Regions from separate parts of the Rattus norvegicus genome. Here region 1 is linked to region 2. Evidence: chromatin contacts called from public Hi-C data. All regions are on one chromosome and are shown on one strand. Each heading gives the region's core, a stretch centred on a gene start, on an enhancer-like site or on the middle of the called end of the contact. The rest is flanking DNA. Distances are from core to core; before and after follow the strand shown. Region 1 has its middle 380 kb from the start of Trnaa-agc37. Region 2 has its middle 620 kb from the start of Wac.

Evidence for each region. Hi-C and Micro-C count contacts between places; a contact is called where the count stands out from the background.
Region 1: a contact with region 2 is called in a Hi-C map of liver, with 2.6 times the contacts expected there. The contact joins two enhancer-like sites. A contact is called at or near these places in 3 of 12 Hi-C or Micro-C datasets (kidney and liver).

The regions. Positions count from the first base shown.
Region 1 is chr17:61,514,462-61,519,551 of GRCr8, reverse strand. No RefSeq gene overlaps it. Among named protein-coding and RNA genes, the nearest start is that of Trnaa-agc37, 380 kb to the left of the region's middle. Within about 2 kb of position 3,666, at least 1 of the 93 cell types and tissues checked has an H3K27ac peak or open chromatin away from gene starts, as enhancers often do. A contact at or near this core is called in liver, where this site is marked.
Region 2 is chr17:61,234,640-61,240,114 of GRCr8, reverse strand. No RefSeq gene overlaps it. Among named protein-coding and RNA genes, the nearest start is that of Wac, 620 kb to the right of the region's middle. Within about 2 kb of position 3,259, at least 4 of the 93 cell types and tissues checked have an H3K27ac peak or open chromatin away from gene starts, as enhancers often do. A contact at or near this core is called in liver, where this site is marked.

The DNA of each region.
Region 1 (5,090 bases), core at 2,417-4,916, 280 kb before region 2:
TGGGAGACAAGATAGAAGCTTTTCTAACTGCTGACTGAAGGATATGCTGATGAAGGAAAAAGGTTTGTCTTCGTGCTTTTAGAACAGGTAATTAGGCTCTGGACATCTTCCAGAGCTAAATGGATCAGATTTGATAGAGGGAGACCCCCGGAACAACTAGACTGAAGAGAATAAAAAAAAGAGAAAACAGAAAAAAATTTCATCCTAACTAGTCTGTACATCCTACACTGACTGATACAATCCATACAGATATCTTGATGATACTAAAATTTTGTTTTGAGATTTATGTGTTACCGAATGTACAGCTTTGGTGAGTCTCACTGTCTGACATGCTAAACTGACCTGCTTGGACTCCAGATCTCATGCACTTTCAACCGGATCTAGTCAACACAGACATCAGAGACTACAATAATCATTAGTATGGATTTCTTAAGGCCTAACTAAATCCCTCATTTTCTCTATCTCCCCCTTCAAGTTTCTCAACACCGCGATTCAGCCTGAAGAAGTTATCAAGAGTTGACCCAATATCCTATACTTGGGGCTAAAGGTGGTTACTCTAAGGTTGTCTTTCTGGGGAATTTAGAAATGGTCATAACTTAGCAGGGAGAAGTTAGCTAGAATTGATTGCAAGCCATAATCTTATTTAGTACAAATCCTTATAACTGATACTAAGTTAAAGTTGTAATTTCTTACCTTGGTACAGAATTTGATACAAATATAAGGTTTTTATTGGTATGAATTTCTTATGAGATAAAATTGGGATTGATAATGTTACTCTCATATAGGCATTGTGCCTATACAACACATTTAAGAATACAAAGCTTAGACCCAGCCCTACAACTGCTACTATAAACTGATCTGAGATGATTACGAATATGAGTTAAGGGCCAGATAGCAAATTCATGGCTCAAAGTTTACTGTTAGGGTGTTTTCAAGATCATTTATTAGAAATAGCTAAGAGTACTTAACAAACAACATTCCAGAGTACCTTACTTGGATAGATGTTTTAAAAAATGTTACAAATCCACAAAATGTGACATTTACTGTTATTTATTCTTTTGTTGTTGAGACACATCTGCTCCTTGCAGCAACTCTTTTGTGGATTCAAAGACAAAATTGAATATCTCTACCTCCAGGTGAGTTAATACATTATGGCTAGGTAGCCACTGGGCAGAAATTGCCTATTTCATATACAGGCAAAATACTGTCCAGAAAAGGACACACTATACAAAATAGTTGGCTGATAATCTCTACCAAGTCAGAATAATCAGTCCTTCATAATTCTGTGTTCCAAAGGTCTTTCAGGTGATCCTGGGCCAGAAGGCTGAGGACTGATATTGCTATGTGTGGCTAACAGGGGATTGTGTAGGTAGTCAGTTGTCTCTACAACTTACTTGTCTCTGTTCTGGAAGCTGTGCTAGACTTTCTATATTTTTAGACAGTATTCTTCCTTCTCAGATTTCTGACAGGATTGAAGACTAATTATATACTCTCATAGCCGACACACACTATTTAATATTGAGAAAACATACTTAATTGGATAGTTTTCAGACAGTATACAAGCTAACCAAGACATCACTATAGATTTTAAGCCTTTCTTAAGATAAATAACAGAGTATTCTATTTAATTGACAAAAATGAAGGACTGGGTGTGAGGTATAGCTTATACTTTCTAAATTACAGAATGGTAATCCTTGTGCTCAGCTTACATGTGAGAGAAAAGTTCTCTTTTAAAATTAGACAGAAAGGGTGAAATGTGTATTGATGTCTATATGCAGGTGAGAGTAGACACGAGATAAGGTAAGGCCTGTGATTGGGCAGTGAAAAAGAAAGGCGGGGGCAGAGTTTTTGAAAAACAGGAGAGAGAAGGGAAGGAGAATAAAAAAGATGGAGGAGAAGGACCCACCCCCATGTGACTGTAATTAGCCACAGGGAGCTCTGGATATCTTAAGGGGTGGATGATTACAGGACTATTTGTCTTATTTAGGTGGGCGGTTTCTATCAATGTCAATTGGCTCTGAGTTTATCGTGTGGATGTTTTGTGGGGTGAGAATTTACTGATATACATCAGATTGATAAATTACAAGCCTCTAGAGTTTTGATTTTACCAGGTTGCTGGGAATGTGAACAGAGTCCGCAGCGAGAGAGCCCCGAGATAGGTGGTCTCTATATGGGACTGGCGTGGCAGCGGCCCGCCATGGGAAGTAGATGAATGTCTGCTGATGGGGCTAGCCATGGAGGCAGAGAGACCGCAGGGGACAGAGAGTAGCAGGAGGTAGTGTGGCATGGTGCCTGGTTCTCTGCATTATTCACCACAAAAATCCACAGACAAGAAAATGTCAGAATGTGTGAGGTAAAAAATCTGATGGGACTGCAAAGAAACAGAAAAATCCCAGAACTTTTCACAGCTGGGCCTCCTTGTCACAGCTGGTTCTACAGGAACAGAGACTAAAGTGCTATCCAGCAGCCCCTCCTTTCTCAGCCATCCCCTGACTGTATCTTTAAGTCTCAAAAGGACTTTGGACAAACTCCATGAGAAAGTTTAGATCATGGAGAAAGAAACTACCTCTCCCAAGTGGGAAACCATTTCTTTAAAGAACTGTAAGAGTGCATTTGAGCATCCTCGGAATTACAGCAGCTCATCCAGTATGTGCCTCTCTGAAATGCAATAATAGTGGCTTCTTTCTCCTCTGTGGGTGTATCAGGCCACAGACATTATGAATAGGAACAACACAAAGTCCATAAGTCTTGAAGAAAAGTGTTCTTACTCTCTGAGTAAGAGAAAGACTCACAGGGAAAATAGGGAAGAGAAATGAGGACATGGGTAAATAAATGTTATGAAACTTGTTGGGGGAAAAAACAAAGCTGGTTAATTTTTAATAAAGGCAAGCTGGATAAATAATGTTAGCCAAGAGGGTTAGCGGGAGGTGGGTGGATTTTTGTAAATATAAAAGGAAAAAATATGTACTCTGAAGGAATGCGAGCACTGCTTAGCAATTTAGAGAGCTTTCATCTTCAAAGAGCCTTACATGTTGACTAATTAATCCTTCCAACACCCTTGTGACGTAGACATGACAAACAAGGACAGAAGCCAGTCTAAAATGACTAATCTTCCAAACTCACTGGCTGAGGGAAGAATTGTGAAAGTGTGCCCATCACTGATGAGGAAGAACACATGTAAAAAACGACAGGAATTTAAAAGATGTCCCTTCTGTGTGCATTGGCACATTCTGGTTTCTTATAGCAGAGAAGTGTGTGCAGGCTTTCAAATAATTTACAAAGCTATGGATCCAATCGTATCGCTGTAAGGGAAGAGTCTGTCTCTGTTTGAGCTCAGTTAATGCTACACTAATGTGAACTACTCAAACAACCCGTGCTTGAACTCTGGCTGTTAACAAAGGCACAGAGTTGCTTTTTCATGATGTTTAAGCATTGACTGTCCACAGAAAGCACAGACTGTGACATTTCAGTAGGATAAAAGGAATAACACTTGTTGGGGGTTTATGCTAATTCTGCATCACATGACTTGTATATTCTTTTAGTCATTCAATCACCCAGGCAAGTATGCAAGATCCAATTAAATGAGTGGTCCTAGTCAGCAGGCACGGATTTCGGAAACTTCACACTGAGACTAGGAATGCCATCAACACACCATGAACTTCTTCAACCCCACCCCATGTTCTCTGCCCAGGCAGAGAGCATCTCCTGTTTGCCTGACATAGTGCTGGTGTGTAAAACTAAAGCTATCGAGAAGGCACCTAAAGAGAATCAGCAGGCCTGAGACAGCAGGCCTGTATCCCTTAAACTGAAGGCAGAAACAGTTTCCACACCCTTTCTGGTGGATAAAGAAAAGAAAAAACAAAGCCCATACGTGAGCTCCCAGGTTGGTGCCTCTAACAGCCTTGTGCCAACTCTAACCAAAGCAGCCTGTTTAATCCACCAAAATAATTTACTGCAGGTTAACAGAGGTTTTCTTGTAGGAAATGGATCTTAAGATACCTATTCTATACAATTCCTGAACTACAAATGTGGATAATGCTGTAGGGAAGCATCTACCAATGAATTGCTACATTGAAAGATAAAAACAGATGGCTGAGAGATTAGAGATATGGCCCAGCAGTGAACAATATTCAATGCTCTTTCAGATAAGCTGAGTTCAATTCCCAGCATCCACGAATGGGCTCACAACCACTGTCACTATAACTCTAACACATTTGATCTCTGTCGATACCTGTTTTCAGGTGCACAGTACCCACATATAGACACAAATACATATGTATAATTAAAATAAAAATAAACTATTTGAAAAAAGGATGGTTGATACATAATTATGAAACTTGCTTACTTTTTAAAAGGATTTTAAAAATTAGCAAATATTAATCTGTAAGTTTCATTCAGTTCCAACCTTTTGATTGAAACAAAACATCAGAAGGAGATTTTATTCTAGCTTCATCTGCTCCATCTGCAAACCTTCCCCACCCAGCCCTTAGTGCAAAAGTTTCTGCCATACTCTGTCTTAATTCTTGGAGATATGTGTGTAGCTGTCTGTTTAAAGACTTCAGTCCCCTTCCTAAGTGTCAGTCTGTGAATCACTGACACGTGCCCATTAGGATCCAATCATGATATTGAAATATCTTCTTCACAACTTGTAGAAGAAACTCTACAAGTAAAGAACTCATGGCCATTTTGCAAGAATAACAGTAAGGCCCGGCTGTTGGCACTCTGAGGTGACAGAAGCCCAGAGATCCCTTTCTGCTTTCATGGGAACAGCCCTTGCCAGGTCAATCAGCTCTTGCTGATGACTGCAGCAAGCTTCTGGGATTACACACTTGCTACTACAGGTGCAAGTCTTCCTCTCTTAACCTCTTGTGCTCAAAGTGAGCACATTTAGCCACACTGCATTGCTTCTAAAATGGAGCAGGACTGAGACTCAATAAAAGATTAGATACTTCCTTATAGGGTTATAGTGTTCCGGAGAAAATGGTGGTCATGAAAAGTGCTGTGGTCAGATTTCCCACCTGGCTCAGCTCTGCATTGGCCCTATCATATTAATTCTATGTAACTTTTTGTCTTTCCATTCTCTTTCTTAC
Region 2 (5,475 bases), core at 2,010-4,509:
CTTCATCAGCTCCTGCCTCCAGGTTCTTGCCGTCTTTTGAGGTTTTGTCCCTTTGATTACCTTTGATGGAGAGCAGTGATATGGAAGAGTAAATCAAATAAACCTTTACCCTCCCAAATTTACTTTGGCTCTGGTGTTCTCTCGCAGCAATCATAATTAACACAAGTACCAATGGTGGGTAGGAAATGGTGACAGGAATGTGAGGAGCTGGTCACACTGCATCTTCAGTCAAGAAGCAGAGTGAAGTCTGGGCTGCCACTCAGCTTGTTTTCTCCTCCTTGTTCAGTCCAAGAACACAGGCCCTTGAATGATACTGGTCATAGGTAAAATGCATACCATGCAATCACTCAAGGACATGTGTTTCCATGGTGATTCTCAGTCCAGTAATGCTGACAACACGTACCTATTTGTTCATAAGGGTTCAATGGTCATTAATGGGAGCATTTTTGTTCTCTTCATGTAGACCACAGCAGGAAGACATTTATCTATAAAAACAGCCCTCTTGAATGACCAAATCTTATGGTCTTGCATGGCGTACTCCTTATCTTTCTATAGCTTGTAAATTACCCAATCCAAGGTATTTTGTTATAGCAATCTTAAGAATACTCAGACATCTGTGTATTTAGCTGATAAGGAAAATGATAAGACAACAGAAAACACAGTTGGATGTGATTAGAAAAGCAAATGTTTGTGTAATTCCTTCTGATGCGCATATTGGCTATGAGGAATGATTTTCCAGATACTTTCTGTCAAGACAAGTGTCCTTTCCCTGTGTTCTGGAAATGCTCCATCCAAGGTTTGCAGCTAGTACTGGTGAGATGGCTCAGTGGTAACAATATGTAGCATATTACCACTTTTATTACCTTTAATTTTTTTTCTATTAGAACTGCCGTTTGAACAAATAGGCTTTGAAAGGCTAGAGAGTACATCCAGGCGAGAATGACAGGTTTGAGGGCTCGTTTCCAGCTAGAGACTACTTATACAGCACGGGTTGCTATTCTGTCCAGAGAACCTTGGTGAAAGAGTCAAGGAGGTTTTGTTTGTTTGCTTGTTTCTGTTTTTGTTTTTTGTTTTATTTTGTTTTGCTTTCGCAGTCTTAAACATTTTTATGTATAATTGGCCTAAGTTCTCAGCTAATGCCTGATGGGTAAAAATGAATTGCTGGTTCCTTTATGAAAATGGTGGAGCCTCTGAAAGAAAAGAAATGTTGTGAAGCTCTAGGGTCAGATAGATATTGCCTGAGATAGGGGTTCCTGGAGAACCGAACACTGCAGCTAACTTGGTAACCACCATCAACTAGGAATAACTCCAAATACCTCTGGAAACAAGTCAAGGAGGAAATATAGTGAGTGATGCTTTCCAACAGGATTTCGTTTGAATCAAGGGAGGAGAAGGAATTGTCATTCTAAAATGTGTGCTCCTGCTTCACCAGCCTGTGCCTTCTGCGTAGTAACTGCTCAGTCAATATTGGGGGCTTTCCTGATTAACCTAATTCCTTGGGTTTAAAGATCACTGCTTTAATGTAGCATACTGTCAGTCTATGGGAATCTAGTTGCTGAAGGCAAGAACCTTGCCCTCTATTATACAAAAAGCCATTGTTAGATATGCCTGTGAACTTCTGACTTCCAGCTCCTTGGCTGAATCCACTAATCCAGAATTGTTTCCTTTCTACTATTTCACAAAAGAACTCATATGCAGTAAGTGGCTGATGTGGATGGCAGCATGAATTAAGCAGAGTGTCCACTGGAAGCGTCACGTGGCTCGCCCTTGAGAACGGAGAACCAGATGCGGGATCACGGGATCACTCCAGGGCAGCCCGCACTAACACTTGGCCATTCATGCATGCTGTCACTGGTCCCACAACCTGTACATTTTCATTGCTCTTCTGCAGGCAGCATAAACAGGCTTCTGTTTCACTGGTCAGTTCCCAGGAAAAAATAGCATATTGTTCATAATGCAATGTTTGTTCCAGTAAATGTTTAGAGTCCTTCTCTTTCTCCCACCCTGTTGCTTTCTTGCGTGCCAGTGACTCACAGTAAGAATGTCTTACTATCAAGTCATCCTGTGAATCTTGGTTGAACACCAAGATTTAAGTGCAATGAAAATAAAATAGTTAAGTCTTTTGGATTGTATAACCCAATCATTTTACAACAAAATAAGAAAAATCTTAGGAATATAATTTAATCCTTTGTTAGAGAAATAGGAAATGCATTTTACATTTTAACAGCTTTAAATCAATATTTCTGGTTTTGCAAAATCTTCAAGTCTTATAAATTAATGTTGAATTATAATACATTCTTTTCATCTTTATTGAAAGATTCAGGATGGAGGGGTTCAAGAGGGACCCAGAGATAGATTGACACTTATATTCATTTTTTACTACATTCATTTTGAATTGCAAAATTCAATATATGCTAGAATATTTAGCACTTTCAAGAACTGCAGTTGTTAAGATCAATTTCATTCTCTTATCAGTATGACATTTGATTATTTCTCTGGAGATTGACTTATTGGTTACTCATTATGGCTAACCTTCCATAAGAGGCATACAAGTTCAAGGTCCATGCTGTTGAACTCAAAAGGGTATATCTGTCATTCTTACTTCTAAAACTAGGTAGAAAATTCCCATTTCTTCCCAATCTTTGTTCACAATCAACTGCATGCTGTGTTGTATTCTTACCCAGTAGTTTTGAGAAGGGTCCTTTTATATAACACACACACACACACACACACACACACACACACAGAGTAATATATATATATATACATATATATATTAATTTAAAACAACAGTAAAATACAAAAGGCAAACACTAAAATAAAGTTGTTTTCACTTTTTCTATAGTTTGTGATAAGAGTTTTAGTTACTCTGTAGTCATTAATAATATTCATAGAACATGTTTAAAATAAACTGGATACATGGTCATTAAACCAACCTGTAGATATATGAGACTACTTTGAATTCTCTTTGCAATTCCTTGTACCTTAGTAGTCTAAGTCTGAGGTTGATTCTGAATCATTAACGATATGTTTCCCTAAAAGGTATTAATTTGGAAAACTTCTTGTAAGCTGGGAGATGGTTTGGTGGGTTAAAAGCTCACTAAATGTATGATAAGTGTATGGAGTTCAAATCTTCAGATGACACATGATAATGGGCATGGCTGCATGTGTCTGCAATCCCAGTGCTCCTAAAATGAGAGTCACAGACAGGAGAATTCCCAGAAGCTTGTGGACTGGTTAGCCTGATGTGTGCAACAGCCACCACCCACAGGGCAAAAAAATTGATTCTGTCAGAGTGGAAAGTGAATGTCGACACCCAAGGTTTCCTTCTTATCTACACAAATTCCATGGCGTCTGCTTGCCTGCCCTTTCACACACATCAACACACACACACACACACACACACACACACACACACACACACACACACGGAAAGAAAACTCATTTGATTCAAAATACAGAATGATGGTGGCCATGGCTGGAAACAAAGGGACCATGAAGAGTTTCTTATAGTGACCTAGGCCATCAGTGACTGAAAAAAGGAAGTGACCAATTGCTTGGCAATAAAGGAATTCATTTTTATTTAGAAGTCACAATACACACAAAAAATATTTATTATAGACCTAAAACTTCAAAAAGAAACTGTAACAATAAAGGGCTCCAGAAAAGAAAACATTGTGAATCCTCATTTAAGATCATGTGATGCCAGTGTAGGCAATGAAAAAAAAAGTCAGACAGAGACAGGTACGAGTGGCAGAACATTTCTCTGAAGAGTGATGAAAATTAATGAAAATTAATTACAGTAATGGGCACATAGTTTTGTAAATAAACTAAAATCATTGATTACCGTATTTTTTTTTTTTTTTTTGCTGTTGTTTGTTTTGTTTTGTTTTGGCTTGGGTATTTGATTTTTCTTTTTTTTCTTTTTTTTTATTATTAACTTGAGTATTTCTTATTTACATTTTGAGTGTTATTCCCTTTCCTGGTTTCCGGGCAAACATCCCCCTAATCCCTCCCCATCCCCTTCTTTATAAGTGTTCCCCTCCCCATCCTCCCCCCATTGCCTCCCTCCCCCCAACAATCTAGTTCACTGGGTGATTACCGTAGTTTTATTTAGTTATTTCACTTATTTCTGTATTTATTAGAAACAGAGCGATGCTTTGTAACCAGACTGACCTTCAACTCACTATTTAGTACAGACTGGTCTGGAACGGGTGATTCCTTTGCCTCAACTAACCAAGTGCTGGGGTTCCAGGTGCCCTCCCCATGCTTGACTATGAATTGAACACTTTAAATTGGTAAGTTAAAATAGTCTTCTGTGGACCAGCAGTGTCAACCTTCTGTATTACCAGCAATGTAACCCAGACCCACAAGATCTCTCAGACATTGAATCCCCAACTAGGCAGCATATACAAGCTGGTTCAAGGCCTCTCAACACCTATATAGCAGAGGACTGCCTGGTCTGTTCTCAGTGGGTCTTAGTACCTTGAGAGACTTGAGGCCCCAAGGAGTGGGGAGGCATGGGGTGGGGCATCCTCTTGGAGACTGAGGAAAGGGTAGAGAACCTTTTGGCTTGGCTTACTTCTAGACACTTGGCAGGAATTTGGCCAGGACAAAAGAAGTAAGCTCCAGGCAGGAATCTGACTTTGGACCAGGACTCAGGAAATAGGCCCAGATTAAGAATGTTTACATTTGAGTTAATGCAAAGCTCAGAGCAGGCTCAGTGGAGGCATGTGTGGCAGTTCTTTTGTCTTGGTCATCCTGAGAAAGGTGTTTATAGGATTTTGTTTATTGCCTTGCTTGTTCCTTGATCCAGGACTGGTATTTTTTTGCATGTACTTAAAGTGTTTTAAAAGCAGACCAGAAAATAATAAACCCACTTCAGCCTCAGATCTGGCTGGGATCATGCTATAGTATTGTCTAACAGTCTTTTTCTTTTTAATCCTCACTCCTGCTGTGGAGAACCTGTTGACTGACTGAACTGCCTTGGTCAGGAGAGGAGGAATGGACTGAGGAACTGTGGGAGGGTAGACCAGGAGGTGGGCAATGACTGGACTGTAATAAATAAACAAACAAACAAATAAGACAAAATAACTTCTGTTTTAAAAACAGTTTTAGAGGCAAATTGATAAGTCTTGATGCTTATTTCAATAACAATAAGGAGAGAGAAGAAGAGAGAGAAGAAAACTCACTAGTTGGTAGATCTATGAGGAAGAACACAGAAAAGGGAACAATTTCACTGAGGATGACAGGCTCAGTCTGAGATATGGGAAATTGGAGTAGAGGCACAGGAATGCACGGGGCTGGGAGTTGTGGTATGAGAGTAATTACAGTTCCCTGGGCAGGTATGGCATGACAATAGTATTTGGATTTTCTGCAGAGAAAGGAGAATTGGCCTAAGGCAATGGTTTCTGCAGCCTTCACATTACCCGAACCAATTTGACATTCCTATACCCCACCCCCAGAAAAAAACAG